2 separate regions of the Rattus norvegicus genome follow, and region 2 is linked to region 1. Evidence: chromatin contacts called from public Hi-C data. All regions are on one chromosome and are shown on one strand. Each heading gives the region's core, a stretch centred on a gene start, on an enhancer-like site or on the middle of the called end of the contact. The rest is flanking DNA. Distances are from core to core; before and after follow the strand shown.

Region 1 (5,196 bases), core at 888-3,387:
GAACGGCAGCACCAGGGAGTGGAATCAACCAGAGCCTAGAGTTCAACATGGGGAAGAGCTTAAAAACTGACCCAGGTCCTTTGGAGGACCCTGGAAGATCGTCTATGGATCCCAGACATTGTAACAACAGGCTATAAAGTTAAAGTTGCCTTGGAGGCCCCAAGATATTTGAGGTACTAGAACCCTGGGATATCTGTAGAGGAGAGCTAAGAAGGATTGGAACCAGCCCAAGAGAACAAAGTTTGCTGCTGCTGGATGCCAGATCTGCCAACAGCAGAGACCAACGCTGAGCCCCAGATATGGCTCCATTCTTCGAGGAGGCCAGCCAGCACCCTAGGTGACCACATTGGACCACTTTGCTTTGTTCTTACTGGAATAGATTCTTATTCTGGTTATGAATTTGCCTTTCCTGCACGTAATGCCTCTGCCAAAACCACCACACAGAGGCAGCCAGGTCTCAGCCAGCCTGATCTACATAGCAAGTTCTAGGACAGCCAGGCACACACACACACACACACACACACACACACACACACACACACACACACACAGCCACCAAAACCTTGCCTCAAATGATAACTACAACAAAAGTTAGAGACAGAATAGTTTCTCTATGGCTCTTTCAAATATCTATCATTACACTTGGTTCTTTTTTTTTTTTAAGATGTATTTATTCATTTTATCTATTAGTGTTTTATCTACATCTGCATGCCAGAAGAGGGCATCAAAACTCATCACAGATGGTTGTGAGCCACCATGTGGTTGCTGGGGATTGAACCTGGGTCCTGTGGAAAAGCAGTCAAGTGCTCTTATCTGCCGAACCATATCTCCGGCCCCTACACGCAGTCCTTCCTTAAGATATATAATTTATCCAGTTTCCCAGTGAGGAAACTAGGGCAGAGAGAAGTTGAATTGCTTCTGATACAATGCCTGAGCCTGGGTTTGAGTTCCAGAGCTGGGGAACTAGTCAGTGCTGCACCATTCAAAGAGTGCATAACGTCTAAGTGTTTGGGTCAGCCAGGTCATATTTAGCCATTTTTATACGGTCAGAGATTGGGACTGTATGACACGGGCTCTGCAAATTGTTGCCATGTAGCTGTTTCCTTCTAACGGAAGTGCTCCCTGCTAGGAGGAGGGGCTCAAAGCTAACCAGATTTTTCAGGTCTCAGGAAGCTCAGAAGTTACAAGATCACAAGGCTAGGAAGGTAATCAGATGCTGGGAGAAGAGCCTCTCTGATGGTGGTGGCTGAGGTAGCTAGGATGCTCTGTGCCATCATCCAGGCTGCCTGTGTGCTGTCCACACTCCTCCAAGTAACCTCAGCGCTGTGGTCCCCATCTAGATTGGATGCGTGTATTTCTTTGCTCTGTGGTTTGTGCCCCATTTGAAATATTTAAGCACACACCCCCAGACAATAAATAAGCACTTCGAAGATCTTAAATCCCCTGCACAGTATGTATTGGCTCTTTAGGATTAATTTTTCTTTTCTCTTCTTCTCTTTTCTACATTTTCCCAGGTTAGCTGAATGAGATAGAAGGCATGTTTTCCCTCTGAATCGCACGCCGCATACAAACGACCTCGTCATTGACAAGGCTGTCATTGCTGAAGGTTAAGTGTTTGGCTCAGCTCCCTCCGTCTAAAAACTATGCTCTATAAAATGTTAATCTGCTTTTGTTTATTTTTGAGCCCCAAAGATACTTGAGTAGACAGACACAGTTTCCTCGTCTTATATAACCGTGAAAATGCTTTTTTTTTTTTAATTGGCAAAGCATATCACAGCTTATCTGGTCCAATTCCTCAACTGATAGAAAAAGAGGGTTCTAAAAACAACTGGGCAAAAATAGAAATATTATAAACGGAATCACATTTTTTTTTTTTTTTTTTTTTACTTAGCGGGCAAGCTTGCTCTCAGAGTCTGTGTAAAAGCTTCTGGAAGGGGAACAATCAGCAGCCGTGAAAGCCATACCCACCGGAAGGACTAATCTGCTCGCTGACAAAACCACTCAGCTTTTGACTGACCTGTTAGGAAATCACAGCTTGACTGGACGATTACTTACATCAGTCCCTGTGCTCAGCGACACCGTACTCCTCTTGTTTAATCCTTGCCATAGACCTAAAGGCAAGCTACTGCGAGTGTCCTGGTTATAAAATGAGGCTATGAGTTTTCGGGAGATTAATGAACAATGCATTTATCGTTAGCTGTCTGTCTGTTTGCCTGTTTTTCTGTCTGTTTGTGTGTGTGTCTGTGTGTCTGTGTGTCTGTGTGTCTGTTGTTTGTTTGTTTTTGAAATAGGGTCCCATACAGTCCAGCCTGGCCTTAAAGTCCTGACATACCCGCTTCTAACTCCCCAGTGGAATTGGGGATTGAAGAGATGTGCCACTGCACCCAGCATCGAGGACAGCATTATAAACCACAAATCACACACAACAAAATTTCTCATGTGATGTGACTAACCTCACTTACAGCTTAGATACTTTGTTTGGTTAGGAGTAGAGTGGTGGATTCCACTTCTGCAGTGATTCAAAGATCCAGAAATTCCTAATTAAAGGAATAGGAGAGAAAATGAACCAGTGTGAAAGTCGGGTTGTAAGGCAGATATTAGGAGCTCTGGAGGTCACTGAGAACAACTCCATCATCAGCGTTAGACCCCACCTCTCATTTACCTGGTACCCTTAGAAAGGGAAGCTTCACCATTGCTCCCCCTTAAGATTTAAGATACAGGGAGTCGAGGGATGGCTCAGAGGTTAAAAGCACTGGCTGCTTCTCCAGAGGTTCTGAGATCAGCTCCCAGAAATCACATGGTGGCTCACAACCATCTGTAATGGGATCTGATGCCCCCTTATGGCCTGCAGGTGTATGTACAAATAAAGTACTCAGACATAAAATACATAAATAAATAAATCTCCTAAAAAGGATTTAAGATACAATATGGCGATAGGAGGACCTTTGTTGAGTTGCTGAAGAAGAGCTACTTCAGACTGGGGTAGTGGGTTGTTGGAAAACTGTGTCCACCAGAAACCATCCAGAGAACCTACAGAGTTCAGTGTGTGGCCGACATCGGTAAGCCCAGCAATCCTTCCCTGAGAGGGGAGGTGGAGACAGAAGAATCATCCCGAAGCCAAGAACCAGATAACCTGGAGTCAACTACTCAGCGGCAGGAACAAAAGAGACCCTGCCTCAACCGGGTGGGAGGTGAGAATGTTCCTGACTTCTCCGCTCATTCTGTGCCACGCACACAGCACATTTAGCTAAAAAATGTTTAAGGAAAACTCCTTCCTCTTAGTCAAGAGTTCTAGCTTTGACTCTAGGTGGAAACATGACTTCCTAAACTTACAAAAACAATACACCCTACCATCTCCTTCCTTGACAATTAATCCACAATCCAACTGGACCTGATCGAGAGACCACCCCTCAGAAAAGCTGATTTACCACACACATGCTAGGGAGAAGGGAGGAGTAATTATCCCTTTGATGGCACAATGCACTTATACACCCAGGAGACCTCCCTCTGGGCAGTTGCATACAGATCTTCACTCTGTCTCAACTCCTCTTCCCTCACTTCCTCTCACTGAGAAGGAAGCAACTCCAGAAAGACCAAAGCTCTTTCCCACAGACCCACTGGAGCCAAGACTGTGTCCAATTAAGCCACTCATTTTGACTCTGTGTGACCAGAGTCAAAATTTAACTCTACATTCTCTGAGGCCACCCCCCAGTGAGATGAGGATGATAACACCTGCTTCTCAAGACAGCACGAAAGTTTGTGAAACAATCTCCCCGGGTGTGCTGTGGAGATCTTCAGGTCCTTTCCTAACATATTTTTTTTTCTTAAAGGAAAAGAAAGAGACTCTTAATCACATGGCCCTGCTGTCTGTCCATCTGAAAGCTGACTTGTCATCTTGAAACCTTGTAGGCTAAACTCATAGAGGGCTTTGCAGGGAAGGAGCTGGTTTGGGGTGACAGAGTTGTGAGGGACACTTGGTGACCTCAGAAGGGAAGGGTGTAACATAATGCCTTTTTAAGGAAAAGGAAAATATTACAAGACTCTGCTGACTTGTACAAAGTCTTCCTTACTCAACCATTCTAGGTACAAAGTTAGGAGTCTCCAGGCCAGCATTTCTGATAGACACAGGTGACTAACCATCTTCTCTGACACTTTGTGTATAGTGGGGAGTTTGCCTTGGTCTCTCCAGGCTGCCCCTGAGCAAGGCTGACACTGTTTTCACTTGGCAAGCACACACAGGGCTGCAAAGCTCAGGTCCTTCTCTTCTTCCAGCTGGCTGGACAGGGGCTCACCCAGCCAGCAGCACAAACTGAGGGTAGGATACTGGAAGGATGGGAGAGACATTCACACAGCTTGTCTGACTTTGGATGTGCCTAGGTTTGGTAAACTGTCATTCTAAGCTTACCTCGGACCACTGATGGACATGATGAGCTTACAGCTTGGTAGATCTCATCACATCTCCCAAGGGATAATTTTGGCTAAATGGCCATTTGGTGCCTCTTTGAAACTTTCATTTTGTTTTAATGATTGGATTCCTATATTATTTAGTAAGGGTGGGGGGCATACATGTTCCGTGACGTATGTGTGGAGGTCAGAGGGCAAACTGCTGGGGCAGTTTTCTTCTCCTATCGTGTGGCTCCTGGGGACTGAGCTCGAGCCATCTGTCAACATCAGCAGCTGCTAAGCCATCTTGTTAGCAGCCTGTTTTACTTTTGATGCACAGGTCTCCGCCATAGATGGCTCGCATGCTGGGTAGGAGTGGGTCTCAGTGGGACTCCCCTGAGCTTATCCTCTGCAGGGGATTATTGCTCACCATTGAACACCTCCATGCTCTAGCGTCTGCTGGGTCTAGACTCAGCTAACAGGGTTGCTGGGAGACATTAAGAGAGGGCAGCCCTGGCATCGAAGCTCTTGTGAATGCAGATGGAGCACGAGTGAAAGAGAAAATGGAGCTGCTCTCTGCTGGATCCTCAGGCCTTTTCATCTTCTTATTTTACTTTTTATCGTTGTTATCTTAAGGGTTGTTTTGTTTCGAGTCAGGATCGGCTGGATGGCCTGGAACTCAGCAGGCTGGCCTTAGACTTGTCGTGACCCTCCTGCCTCTGTCTCTCAAGGGTTGAGACTACAGGGCCCTTTGTTTCCATACCTGCCTAACAGCAAGTTTCCTCAGGGCAGGCTCGGAATTCCAGCTCCTCA
Region 2 (5,196 bases), core at 1,450-3,949, 310 kb before region 1:
AAGAATAGGCCAAAGGTATGGACACGAAAGGCTTCTAACCAACTTTTTATGGTATTCAGTTTCAAATCTTTTTAGCATGCATATGTACGTACTATCTCATATATATGTGCGTGTATATACAAATATACATATGTACAAATATATGTATGTGTATTTACATATATGTTACACGCACACGCACACATGTGTTTAAGACAGCATCTTATTCCCTGCTGGCCTTGAACTTACAGCGATCTGTTTGCCACTGTCTCCTGAGCGATGAGATTAAAGGCATGAAACTAAGCCTATTTGGTCAGAAATTTGGCATTGTTTTCTCAAGAGCTCATCATAGGTGAATGTAATTTGGGATAAGGTGGCCAAGCTGAAAGTAAGACTTTCAGGGAATTCAAGAATTTTCAGGAATAGAGGAGCAGTAGGGATCCGATAATAACAGGAGCTATGGAAGGCAATATGACAAATTTCCCCCCTCCCTCTCCTTTTCTTTTTTTGAGATGGGGTCTCACTCTGCAGTCCAACTGACTGGTGGGAAGACTCTAGGCTAGCAGGTGTGAATCCTGGAGCCTCTTACCGTCTGGGTTTTCCATTCTCCCAGGCTAAAGTCCACAGCAGGCAGCAGGACAGGGATAGACAAAGGGTTGACGTCAGGACACTGACTCTGTTAAAAAAAAAATAAAAAAGGTGGGGGCAGGAGGAAAGAGCTGAAGTAGAGGTCAGGAGGGTGGCCGTGACTGGGATGGTCTTCCTTAGTACCATGCTCATGGGAGCTTCTAAGAGATTAACGCAAAGCGTAGCCCTTGCCAGAGCTAAGACGAGGTGGTGTGGCCAAAGACAGTACAGGAGTGAGAGGAACTGAAGGCCTGAGCTCCTCAACTCAGTTAAGGGGATAGAAAGCAAAGGGCTTGGGGTTGCTTACCAGTCGGCTGTGAAGGAGGTAGGAGTCACGAAGCAGTTTATTTAGGAGTCTGGGGTCACAGGCGGGAGGAACTGGGCTGGACAGAGTTAGTCTTGCGGTGAGGAGAAGTATGGCCACCAGGAGCAAATCTTAGATGAGGAGAGGTGAAGTTGAAGGGTCGATAAGGAGAAACGCACTCTCAGGTGGTGACTCAGGGATCCCCATTTGGGAGCCAGACCTGAAATCCAGGGGTCCGGTGTCCAGACAGACACCTTTTCTCCGGAGACTGGGCTTCCCAGCCCTCTGCATCCTTGTCCCCTGCCAATCCAAGCTTGAACTTGTCCCCAGCCCTCACGTAGCCTTACCAGTCAGCTCCATTCTGCCCAGGGTGTCTGACTGCAGTGGCTCCCTGTGTGGGGCCTCTCCCCTGAATCTTTCCTGGGGCCATGGAGACGGCTTGAGCTTTTGTACCTCTGCACAGAGTGGGGTGGGGACAGGTGGGCCAAGGAATCTATCCTGAAAATGACAGAAATAGTGAATCTTTCATCAGGTCTCAAGGAAAAGACTTTCTGGTGCAGGGAAACACGTGCGTGGAGGCCTTGAGGTGCGGGCCAGCCAGGGCCAGAGTTCTTCGCATTCTGACTCTCCCATGTTTTCTTGTGACTGAAGCATAGAGTGTCTCCTCTTTGTTGGGGGACTCTTCAGTGACTCCGATGAAGTCCTGGTGCCCCATCTACTGATTGCTGCCCTGCTGAGAGCAGCGAGATGTTACATACCCAGCTTAAGTGGACTCAAATTCTGAGCACCATTGCTTGTTATCTGGGAGAGAACGTGGGATGGGAATAGAGAAGGGGGTGTCGTTAAGTCAGGAGAAGAGTAGAAAATGGGTCATTGGGCCAAGATGTGCCAGATGAGCACATCTGTGCTGAGGAACAGAGACCTTGTTGGGAGTGGGGCTGAGGCAGGAGAATGGACCACCAGAGACAAGAATTAAAAGAGACACTTGTTTCTCATTCTTTCCTTTTTGCCCCGCAAATAAAACCCAGGACTTTTCTTTAGATTTCCAAGTTCTGAAATGCCCCATTACTCAAATCAGAGGGCTAATAGAAGTAGGACGTCCTTCCTGAGGCAAGTGTCCTGGGAGGCACTTACAGAGCAAGACGATACTACCGCACTCACATGGCTTATTTCACCTTAGACATGGCCGGTGTATTCATTGCAGCTGCAGCTGCCTCCCTGCCCCCTCCAGATCCCTTCCACGTCCTTCCTGGGACCCCCACTTTTCACAAGTTGAGCAGAGACTTGCACCTGATTCAATATTGGGATCTCCTGTGGGTCGGTCAACACACACAAGCTTCCCCTCTATTACCCTGTTCTTGTGCCTTGGCTCACCTCAGCCAGTTCCCCAGTCCCAGGATTCAGAACCTTAAGCTAGCAGGAATGACAATATGAGAATAGGGATTAGGATTGTGTCCCCAGGACAAAGTTCTCTTGTTCTGCACGCACCTCTTTTCTTATTCTCTCATGGCCCCAACGCAGCCAGACCTTTGCTGAATTCTACCGAGTCTGTGAATAGTCCCTCATAAACCTGTTACCCAACCCCCTTTCCCTGCTCTGTCCCGCTCCTCCCATTCTGGGAAGGCTCCACTCTTCTTGACAAAGGTCAGTGCCTGTAGGTTCCAGTTTGCCTGCCCCTCCCCCAGCTCTGGGCCGAGCTCTTTCTTGTTCTTCATACCATACCCTCACTTAACCCCAAATGGTGCTTGTCACTCACCAGGTGAAGAAGGGCTTCAGGACCCAGGTACACAGTAGGCAGCACTCTGGGGAGCAGGTAGGTAGGAAGACACTGGCTGGGGTACAGCCCCTCCTCTGTAGTAGGGTCACTAGCCTGCCCAGGCCACTTCCGCCCAATCAGAGAGCAGAGAGCCACCAAGCCCTGGTGAAGGCCCCGGAAATGACGACTTCTTTTCCTATCTACCGGGCCTAGAGCCCACGGCTGGACCATGGTCGGTGAATGGAGCCCGGTCCCTCCACCCACACACGCTCTAGAGAGGATCTGAATAGCAGGAGCTGTCTCATGTCCTGGGCACATGAGACCCTGAGGCCCGGGTGAGAGAGAGGAGAAAGGGGTTTGTCCAGGAGAAATCTGGCGGAATACATTTGTCCCTGGGAAAGAGAGGTCTTGTTTTAGATTGGTGACGTTTTGGTTCCCGACTCTCCAAATTTCTTTTCCCTGAACAGTATCCCTGTGGCTGAAATCTGACAGCACTTTGGCTTTCTTGTGTTCCCTTCCATATTCCCCTGCTCCAGAGGAGTGTCTTTCCTGGTATTTCCCCTTTCCAACTGGCAATGTAGGGATTGCCTATATGAGAGAATGATCATGTTACAGGAAACAGGGTTTGGACGATATGTGGGACCTGGGGAGTGAAGGGATATGCGTTTGGTTAAGACTGAGCCCAGAGCACCTCTTTAATCTCAGCACTTGGGAGGCAGAGGCAGGTGGATCTCAGGAAGTTTGAGGCTAGCCTGGCCTACCTAGTGAGCTACAGGCCAGCCAGGGCTACATAATGAGAACCTGTTTCAAAATGAGAGACAGACAAATAGATTGACTGGGCTTAGGTACCCTTCTTTCTCCTGGAGGTACAGGGACCTGGAGAGCTCAGCTCTGTGGGCAAGCCTGCCGTTGATTGCTCAATGGTCCCCTTCCAGTCCTACCATTATACATGTGATGAGAGAAATAACCAGGCCCATCTGTTCCTGTCTTAGGAAAGACAGCTGCCGAGCCTCCCCCACAAATACCTCTTTGCTGGCTCCTCTCTCTCTTCCTTTGGCCCTGGCTCTAGCTCCTGTGCTTTCTCCTCAGTCCCTGTCTCCCCACAGTCTGTCCTCTGGGACCCTGGGGCCTGACCCTGCCCTCTCTCCCTTGTTCTTCCTCAGGCTTTCTCCCGTGCCTCCTCTGAGGATGGACTGTCTATTAAGGAGTATGGCCCAGATCCCAGAATTCTCCAGTTGAATAAGAGATACCTCCTAAGATTAGGAAGCCTGATGCTGGGATAGCGGGAAGTGGTGGGGGTAGGAGAGGATGGGGAGGCTTGTCTAGAAAAGCAGGACGAAGGAGGTGGGGAATGACCTGGAGAGGAATAAGGTCCTCCCTCAGATGAAGGAAAACCACCAGTCAGAGGTGATAGATGATACAGTTGGATGGACTTGGGGACAGGTTGGGGTGGTGGTGGAATACGAGTCCACTCGTGGGGAAGCACTGCTTGATTCTGGGAAGCGCAAGCTAGGTTCCTGACCCTGGGAACTGAAGGAAGAGGAGAGACCTCAGAAGGGAAATAGGAATACAGCCAGAGTGAAAGGAAGGAGGTGCTGTGGGTCCTAGGTAGGGGAGGATCGGTATCCTTTTCAAAGACGAGCCCTCATCCTACAGCGGCCCATCCGGCTCACCACTGGTACAGGCCCGAGGCTCAGCCTCTACCCTTCACTAGCCCGAGGCTCTGGTCTTGGGATGGACACCACCTCCAGGGGTGGCCGCAAGGAGTGTGTGTGGGGGTGTCGAGGCCCGCCTCTCCTCCCCCTCTTTGCGCCCCCTGGTTCCTCCCTTCCCCCTACTCACTCCGCTCCCCCCTCCTCCAGTCCCTCCCTCCTCCCCTGCCGGGTCCCAGCCTGTCCCCCTCCCCCACTCGCGATCCGGCCGCTGCTGCTGGGCCGGACCCCCCGGGCTCAGCCGGGCTCCTTGTGGAGCCGCCGCCGCGCCCCGTTTGCTGAAGAGGAGGCCCCGGGCCGGGACGCCTGGCGCGGGCATAAAACGGGCCAGAGCCGGCGCCTAGGGCACTAGAGTGGCGTACGGCCCGGGTCAGCGCCCCTCCGCCCGCTCTCTCCCGCCCCGCCCGGCCGGGAGCGGACTAGGCGACTGCGAGACGAGCCCCTCGCCACTGCCCCCCTCCTGGCCCCGGCCCCCTCTTGCCGGCCCGCCTCCGGTCCGGCCCTACTCCCTCTCCTGCTCCCTCCTCCCGCCCGCCTCCCCAGCTGTCTGCTCCGCGTCATGCCGAGCCTCCCGGCCCCGCCGGCCCCTCGGCTGCTCCTCGGGCTGCTGCTGCTCGGCTCGCGGCCGGCCGGTGGCACTGGCCCTGAGGCCCCCGCACTGCCCATCCGTTCCGAGAAGGAGCCACTGCCTGTCCGGGGAGCGGCAGGTAGGTGGGCGCCAGGGGGAGACGCGGGAGGGGAGAGTCTGGCTCGGGCAAGTCTACATCCACAGGGAGAGGGCCCCGGGCGCAGGTGGCTTCGCGCAGCGGGAGGGTGGG

The links. A called contact is a pair of places that touch in the nucleus more often than the background predicts.
Region 2: a Hi-C map of frontal cortex shows a contact between it and region 1, with 2.6 times the contacts expected there. The contact joins the promoter of Thpol1 here to the enhancer-like site in region 1. A contact is called at or near these places in 2 of 12 Hi-C or Micro-C datasets (the A7r5 cell line and frontal cortex).

Annotation. Positions count from the first base shown.
Region 1 is chr11:93,376,997-93,382,192 of GRCr8, reverse strand. LOC134481030 (a long non-coding RNA gene) reads left to right here. Exons shown (of 2, transcript XR_010056199.1): 2 at 1,515-5,196. Among named protein-coding and RNA genes, the nearest start is that of Ephb3, 16 kb to the right of the region's middle. Within about 2 kb of position 2,137, at least 3 of the 93 cell types and tissues checked have an H3K27ac peak or open chromatin away from gene starts, as enhancers often do.
Region 2 is chr11:93,684,821-93,690,016 of GRCr8, reverse strand. It overlaps Thpol1 (thrombopoietin like 1), which reads right to left and starts at 2,699. Exons shown (of 6, transcript NM_031133.2): 1 at 2,667-2,699; 2 at 1,258-1,408; 3 at 914-1,041; 4 at 569-655. The coding sequence starts at 1,270. Chrd (chordin) reads left to right here and starts at 4,917. Exons shown (of 23, transcript NM_057134.1): 1 at 4,917-5,085. The coding sequence starts at 4,938.